Linked DNA regions of Mus musculus: region 2 is linked to region 1. The links are chromatin contacts, called in public targeted proximity ligation maps. All regions are on one chromosome and are shown on one strand. The core of a region is the stretch at or near the end of the contact, and the rest is flanking DNA. Distances in the headings are between cores, read along the strand shown. Region 1 overlaps Vps37c (vacuolar protein sorting 37C). Region 2 holds the start of Zp1 (zona pellucida glycoprotein 1).

Region 1 (3,944 bases), core at 694-3,193:
ACATGGTCCTGTATCCACCTCTGCTGTGCTTTCTGCTGCCACCTGCTCCCCCACCTGCTCCCCAGCCCTGCTCAGGCGTCTCTGCTGGATTGGAGATGACCCAGGGTTGGGTTGGAAAGGCCTCCTCACGGCAGGGAGTAGGAGAGGTCTTTGTGTGACTCACCTTGCAGCCCTGAGGTTGGATGGCCTGGTTTCAGCAGCATAGGAGCAAAGTCACGCACAGCTGAGTGTCCCTTACCACAGGTTCCTGGGGTGTAAGCTTTGCAGATTTCCTACGTCTTGGCCCTTGAAATGTTTTGCATAGATTTACTAGTTAGATATCCACAATATAAAAAAACCCACAAATTCCAAGACATTCTGAAATCCAGAATTCCCTGAGTGTCACGTAGGCTTTTTGAAATCTAGAACAAGAGTGTCACTGATAGCTGTCTCTGCATCTTAGATTTTGTGTTGCTGGATGTTTGCCATTGAACTCCAAGGGTCTCCTCTTTTTATTGTGTCCTATCTCTGTGCACACACATATCTGTGCATGAATGCCACATCACAAGTGTGGAGGTCAAAGGACAGCTTTCAGGAGTTGGTTCTCTCCTACCATTTGGAGCCAAGGGTTCAAACTCAGGTCAGTCAGGCTTAGCAGCAAGCATCTTTGCTTACTGAGCCATCTTTTTAGCCCTAAGTATTTCTTCAGCCAACAGTGAGCAACAGGATGGTAAGGGGTTCCTAGTCTTGTCCCTGAAGGGAGTGGAGCTCAGCAAAAGCAAGCCCAGCTCTTGGGAGTTCATTGCTTCCAAGCTGAGCAAGCCTTCAGCCCTATGGAAAAGCACAACCTCCCGGAGATGTAAGGGATGCAGCTTCCTGGCCAAGGGCAGATTGAACCTTCTCTGTAGCCATGTTTGAGCAAATGAGTTGAATTCTCTGAGGGGAAAAAATACTCACTGTGGGACAGACAGAAACAAAGTAAGGCAAGCTACTTACTCTCTCAGAAAGCCTTTAGCTGTCTGTCTGTCTATCTGTCTGTCTGTCATAGCTGTAAGGCAGTAATTGTGTCATGTGGGGCTGGCAGAAGAGAAAGGTGGTGGGAGTGTTCATCTCTGTAGAGAGGGAGCTGTGCAGCTCTCCTGGCCTCATAGGGTGTTAGTAAGAGATGGGCTCCAGGGTAGGGAGAGGGTGGCACAGCACAGATGTAGTGCTTCAGACCCAGGGAAAAGCCGTGGACAGGTAAGGATGCCAAGGGTGTGGCCAGGAAGGGCAGGCCCTACACTCAGAGGTGGCCACACAAGTGTCCCTGGCGTTTTCTTTCCTTTTCTTTTTTAACACTGTATTTTTTGTTATATGTATAGGCATGTCTGGTGTGGGTTTGTGCATGTTTGGTGCAGTGCCTTTGGAGGCCAGAGAGTCTGTTAGATCCCCTGGAGCTGAAGTGGCAGATGGTGTGAGCCACTTGACGTGGGTCCTGGGAACTGAACTCGGATTCTTTAGATGAGCAGTATGCGTTCTTAATTGTTGAGCCGTCCTCCAGCCACCTTGGCTAACAGTCACACATAGCAGTTTCTCTGCTCCTGTGCCAGTGAGCTTGTCCAGGGGCTCAATGGCGTTTCTGGCTGGACAGCAGGCAGTCCAGGTAAAGGGGTTCTAACCCTGAGCCCGGACTCCCTTGTCTGTGCAGGAGGTAACTGGCAGCACTCCTCTTTCCAATAGGCTGCAGCCTGCTGTAACTACAGGGCTCGAGGCCCTGAGCAGGGGTCAGAGCAGGGTGGCTCTTCTGGAAACCCCTTGTCCAGGATGCCCCCTGGCTTCCTGGGGCTGTTCTAGTGGGAGCCCATCTGGCCTGGTGTGCCACATGCTGGCCAAGGTGGAAGGAGAAGCTCTGTGTTGTTGATCCCTTCGGTCCCCGTGGAAGCTGGCCCTGACCTGTTCCCTAACTTCTGTGGCCAGTGCTGAGCCCCCTCTGCTGGTGCCATGTGGTACTGCGATGCGATGGTGGCCCTGTCTCCAGCTCTCCTTTCGGTGAAGCAGATGGTAGCCCGCTGGGCAAGGTTCCAAGGCTGCTTCTGCCTGACTGGCAGTTAACAAGGGGCCTGCATGAGGGCTCCATTTTGCTGGCTAGGGAAGCATTTTCAGCAGGCAGCATTGAGGGACTATCTATAGCTCTGTGGGCTGTTTGACCTGGGAGGCGGGGATATCTGTCCTGCTCAGTGGCTTGGGCTACAGGGCCTCCCTCCCTAATACCTTTGGGACCTCAGATATTTCTAGCTTCTGGTCTGGCCTGGGTCACCTTCATTCTCCCTAGCAGCCTCTCATGTGTATGCATGCATGGTGTGTGTGTCCATGTGTCTTTTTCACTTGGGGCTAATGGTGGGGACTCTGGGTTTCATCCCTCCCACTGGAGTGGTCTCCTTCAGCTGTGGCCTGCACAGCACAGAACCACTTGCAGGTACTTGTCTATTGGGAAGCCGTGGTTAGGTGGTTAGCCTTGCTGCCTGTTTCCCATGTGTCATTCTCACAGGCTCTCCGGATCAGGATGTGGTGAGGTACCTGGGTCACAATGCCTGCATAGCCTTTAAACCCAGGCTTCTGTGACTGGTTGAGGGCTGAGCGCCAAGCTGAGCAGTGAGTCCAGGAGCACCCCCTGCTGGAGGCTGACCAGTTACAGTTAAGCTCATTGTCAGTTGTCCTGCTTTCCTTAGGTTCAGGACCTGCAGTTAGAACGAGAGATGGCACTGGCCACGAACCGGAGCCTGGCAGAGCAGAACCTGGAGTTCCAAGGTCCCCTGGAAATCAGCCGCTCTAACCTCTCAGACAAATACCAGGAGCTGCGGAAGCTTGTGGAGCGGTGCCAGGAGCAGAAAGCCAAGCTGGGTAGGGACAGCCGACCACAGACAAGCACTCTGGCCATCTCCCCTGCTGATTGATACTTCTGTTCAAAGGAGGACGAGGGAGGCAGCTGGAATACTAAGGATGCTTAGATACCCAGAATCGGAGAGGGCCAGCAGCCATTGTAGCCACTGTGCTTTGCATGTTTTTACATGATAATAAGCAAATAAGCAAAAGTGTAGGTACTGTAGTTAGTCTAAATGTTTGAGTATTTATATTTATTGTATACCCTGGTGATAATTTTCATAGTATTAAAAATGTCCTGAACTTACTATTTTTATAGATGAGGAAAACAAGGCTGGAGCCGGCCGAGGGCTTGCCTGAGGTCATCCCACCAGAGTGAGATGGAGTTGGGATTTGCAAGCATAGCCTTTAAGAGCTGAGCATCTCTCTAGCCCTGGAATGGGATTTGAATCTAGGCAGTCAGTATGTTTCACTGCCTCTGCCAACTTAGCCCCGAGCCTTGCAGAGCTGACCTAGGCCCTGTGAGGTAGGAAGGCTTCCTGGATGGCTGTGCCCTTGGCAGCTGCTTGGCCAAGACCTGAGCTTGTCCCTCAGCTCCTCTTCACCAAGATGGTGAACGCCTACATGAACCAAAAGGACCCCACAGAACCAGCTGCAGGGACTCTCTCTCCACTGGGGCCTGTTGTGGCTGAGTCCTGAGTGCTCACAGAACCAGCAGCAGGGACTCTATCTATAGTGGCTAGGCCCAAGCACACAAAGGGCATGTCACATGTCTTCCCTGAAATCAGGGTCCTCAGCTTTAATTAAAGCAGTGCTTTTGAAATGTCGACCTCTCTGCCCTTCCTTCCAGAGAAATTTTCCTCGGCACTGCAGCCTGGGACCTTGTTGGACCTTCTGCAGATCGAAGGCATGAAGATCGAGGAGGAGTCTGAGGTGAGGTGGGGAGTGGCATCCTAATCCCTTGAACGGTGGTGGGCCTCGGAGTCAGGTCTCAGGTGAGACCAAGAACCATAGAGCAGAAGGGTTTGGAGTGCGGCTTGAGTAGATGGCACTGGGGTGCTGGTAGACACACTGATGGCAGGACAGGATAGGAACACGTTCTAAGG
Region 2 (3,944 bases), core at 1,007-3,506, 210 kb after region 1:
TCTGAGGACGGTGGCATCTTCTTGGGAACTGGGTTCTCTTAGGCTGCATACAAGGCAGTTCAGCTAGATAGAAGGGAGACTTCCCCTGCTATGCCAAGGGCGTGCTTGGGATAAGAGGTTATACCTGTGTTGCCATAGTAACAGGGCTCTTCTTTGGTACTGTCATAGCAGCAGCCAGCCTGCTGACAGGTTTCCTTGGAACTTCCATTTACCATGCATGGGATGTGCCCGGAGGCTACCTGGCACCGCTCCTGGGGCAGATGGGTACCTAGGGTTGGTGACAGAGCAGTGAGGAAATGACTGTTTAGAGCTCAAAGGTCCCAAGACACAGACTGTACACAGAGAAGGCCCACATACCTACAGAATCCAGCTCAGTCAATTCCCAGGGCTCCAGCGTGCCCCATTGGGAGTGAGGTACAGTGGATCCAGCAGGTCCAGGTCCTAGGGATGGCGGAGCAGGAGTTGGATGGATGAAGCTCTGTTCTGGGTACAACGTAGTGAGACCAGTGTGGCCAGACCCAGCCAAGGTGTGGTCAGGGATGGGGTGAAGGGCAAAAGCATGAGGTGTAAAAGGCTCAGGTGTGGTGGGTGGAGCCAGGTAGGGGTCCGGAGTCACGGTGTGGTCTGGTTTGGGACAGATCAGTGTGACATCTTGTGCTATATCCACACGGCCATTGGGTAGGACGGCTTGTATGAACACCCTCAGGTGGAACCGCCCATCCTGCAGATGAGAGAGCCATAGAGAGCAGCTGAGTGTGGCCACCTGACACTTCAGGTGAGCGTGAGGGCTGGGCTGGAGGCCAGAGCATGGTGCCTGGCTGTTGACTACACCCAGTCCTGGAGTGGTTGCCACCCAGGCTGGCTGCTGTTAATGGAAACTGAGCATCCCTGGTGGAGAGGGAGCCGATTTGTGGCGTATCTCAGGATCTAACCCGTCACCTACCCACTCCCCACCCCTCATAGGCTCTATTCTTTTCTGGTCATAAGGGGCAGTTAGGACAATCTCCCTCTGTCCTCACATGTGACTCTCCTTACCTTCTCTAGAACGTGGCAGCCTTTGTAATCAGCTGAGAATACTGTGTGCTCCTGGGCCTCACTGGTCACCCAGTGGTAGCAGATAGAGCAGTTATTCACCTCAAACCGGTTCCCAAATTCATCTGGGTAGGGGGAGGAGATTGGGGAGGGAGTCTCAGGTGCTGGAGGGCAAAGGGCTGCTGGGAACCTCTGAAAAGCTCTTGAGGCGGGCTTGTTTCAAGACCTAGTTTTTCTTGCTAGCTCAGCTGTGTGGCCTTAGACAAGTGTCTTTCCCTTTCTGGTTTTGGTTTTCACTTCTGTCGTTGGCTCTTGGTAGCTGGGATAAGGGAGTGTTCACAGGGTGTCAGACACAGACTGAACACCTTATAGCCTAAGTTTAGTTAACCACGTACCTTGGCTGAGGCATCTAGGAATCCCAAGGACTCAGACCAACACAATAGGAGTGAAATGAGGGCAGAGTGAAAGAAGGAAGCTTATTTGTCATCTTAACTGTCTCATTTGGGGACACCTGCTCACTTGCATTGTTATTTCAGAACAGCAAACACCGAACCCCTACCCCACCCCATCCTACCTCACCCCGGGCTGCCCTCACCCTTCTTTTTCCATGCACAGGGCAAGTGTGTGTGTGGGAAGGGGGTCATCTTTCTCACCTCGCAGATGCTGCTCTGAAAGTGAGATTCAAATCATCACACAGAACCCCCCCCCCCACACACACACCTATTCTCTACATTAAATCACACCCCCAAGGGTGTTTTGTGGGCCCGAAGCTTGCAGCTGGAAGTTGAGAGCCCAGCATTTGGAGTCAGGGCCTGTCTTTCCTACAGGTGATTGTTGTGCACAGGGCACAGGAGAGTCCTGTCTCTGTGTGGTGATGGGCAAGAGGCTGGTTCTTGCAGCCCTCTTGAGTGACTGGCCTCTTCTCCTCCAGCGCCTGCCCCCGGGAAGAGGTGCAGCTCCCTCCTTGCAGCAGGCTGGGCTTGGGACTAGGCATGGGAAATTGGGAAGGGTGTCTGCCAGCACTCACCCAGCACCTTGAATTGGACAGTCTGGTTTGGCCTAGGGAACACCAGCAGCTGCATGCCCCGTACCCCACAGTCATAGCTGTATTCAAAGCCAGGCTCGAGATGCAGGCGCTGACCCAATCTCAGGGGAGCTGCCGCCAGCAGAAGCAGGACCACAAAACAACCCCAGGCCATGATGGAGGTCCCTGTCTGTCAGCACAGACACCCACAACAGTCTCTATGATTTCCCCATCATCCTACTTGGGGGGCCAAATCTTTATATGCATCAGGCAGGAAGTGGTAGCCTCTAGGGGCAAAGGAGATCCACCTGGGGGAGCAGCTGCTTAGCCTACAAGGGGCTATGGAGAAACTCCTTCCCCTGAGGCAGGAGAAGGCACGTTCCATCCTGGGTCTATCAAGGATCTTTAGAAAGCTGCTCCTGACCCCTCACCAATTTTCTGTGGCAGCTGGGACTACCCAGGGATTTCTAGCAAAGAGGCTGCAGGAAGGCTATAGGACAGCAGTCATTCCTGAATGCTTCAGTCCACTGACTGGGTGCTTCCCAGTCTCACATGGGTGTGGGAACTTTCTGCCCAGGTATCCTTCTTCCAGGGTTTCCTTCTACCTGTCAGGACCCTGGAAACTGAATACAAGGTTACTCCCTGCCCCCACTCAAGCCCAGCTCCTGGCAGAGCTGGCAGAATGAGGGTGGTGGGTGGTAAGCAATCAGAGACTGGTGGTAGCGCCTCTCAGTGTTCTCATAGTTAATCCTTGGCGATCACATCCTCTGCTAGAAAACACAAAATCCCAGATGCACGAATGTCTGAAATATTCTGAGCACCAATATGATGGCAAAAGTGGAAGTCTGTTCTTGACCTTGTGATGAGTCACACATTACACACATGATACAGCACAAATCAAAATCCAGTTGCTGGGTCCACATGGTGGTACATGCCTGCAATCCCAGCACATGGGAGGCTGAGACATGAGGATCATAAGTTTGAAGGCAGCCTGGGCTACAGAGGGAGAGAGAGAGAGAGAGAGAGTGAGAGAGAGAGGGGGAGAGAGAGAGAGGGAGAGAGAGAGAGAGAGGGAGAGAGAGAGAGAGCAAGAGAGCAAGAGAGAGGGAGAGAGAAAGAGAGGGAGAGAGAGAGCAAGAGAGCAAGAGAGAGGGAGAGAGAGAGAGGGAGAGAGAAAGAGAGGGAGAGAGAGAGAGAGAGAGAGAGAGAGGAGAGAGTGCTTGTTATGTAAGTATGATGATCTGAGTTCAAATTCCCAGCATCCATGTAAACAGCCAGGTGTTTGTAACACCATGACTCTTGGGATCAGAGATAAAAGGATTACTGGGGCTTTCTGGCTGCTAGCCTAGCTCCAGATTCACTGAGAGATCCCGTCCCAAAGGAATCAGGCGCAGTAATGAACAGGTGTGCTGGTTCATTTTTTGCCAGCTTGACATAAGTTAGAGTCATCTGGGAGAAGAAACCTCAGTTGACCTGTAGAAATCAGATTGACCTGTAGGGGAGTCTTCTTGATTGGTGATTGACCCAGGAGGGCCTAGGCCCTGTGGGTGGTGCTACGCATGGGCAGGTGGTCCTGGTTTGTACAAAAAAGTAAGCTGAGCGAGTCACGAGGAGCAAGCTAGTAAGCAGCATTCCTCCGTGGTTTCCTCCTGTCCTGACTCCCCCCAGTGATGCACTATTTGTTACCTGTAAATATAAAATGAAATTAATCTTTTCTTCCCCAGTTTGCTTTTGGTCATGCTGTTTATCACAGTATTGGAAAACAAACTAAGGCAGTGGGGTACCAGACATCCTGCTCTGGCCTCTCCTCATGCATGGGTGCTCACAGAACACACATGCACACACAAATATAAAACACCTTTAGTCCCAAGCATTTTTGATAAGCAGT

What was found.
Region 2: a targeted proximity ligation map of pancreatic cancer cells shows a contact between it and region 1. A contact is called at or near these places in 11 of 39 promoter capture datasets (3T3-L1-derived adipocytes, the C10 cell line, cranial neural crest and 8 more), 9 of 484 Hi-C or Micro-C datasets (ECoMG-derived neutrophils, the HPC-7 cell line, bone marrow-derived macrophages and 4 more), 15 of 130 datasets of targeted methods (the HPC-7 cell line, the NIH/3T3 cell line, acute myeloid leukemia and 12 more) and 4 of 9 other capture datasets (adipose tissue, embryonic stem cells, liver and 1 more).

What each region holds. Positions count from the first base shown.
Region 1 is chr19:10,707,583-10,711,526 of GRCm38.p6, forward strand. It overlaps Vps37c (vacuolar protein sorting 37C), which reads left to right. Exons shown (of 5, transcript NM_181403.3): 3 at 2,688-2,859; 4 at 3,689-3,771. Among named protein-coding and RNA genes, the nearest start is that of Vps37c, 21 kb to the left of the region's middle.
Region 2 is chr19:10,918,345-10,922,288 of GRCm38.p6, forward strand. Zp1 (zona pellucida glycoprotein 1) reads right to left here and starts at 2,257. Exons shown (of 12, transcript NM_009580.2): 1 at 2,060-2,257; 2 at 1,036-1,157; 3 at 358-721; 4 at 125-268. The coding sequence starts at 2,231.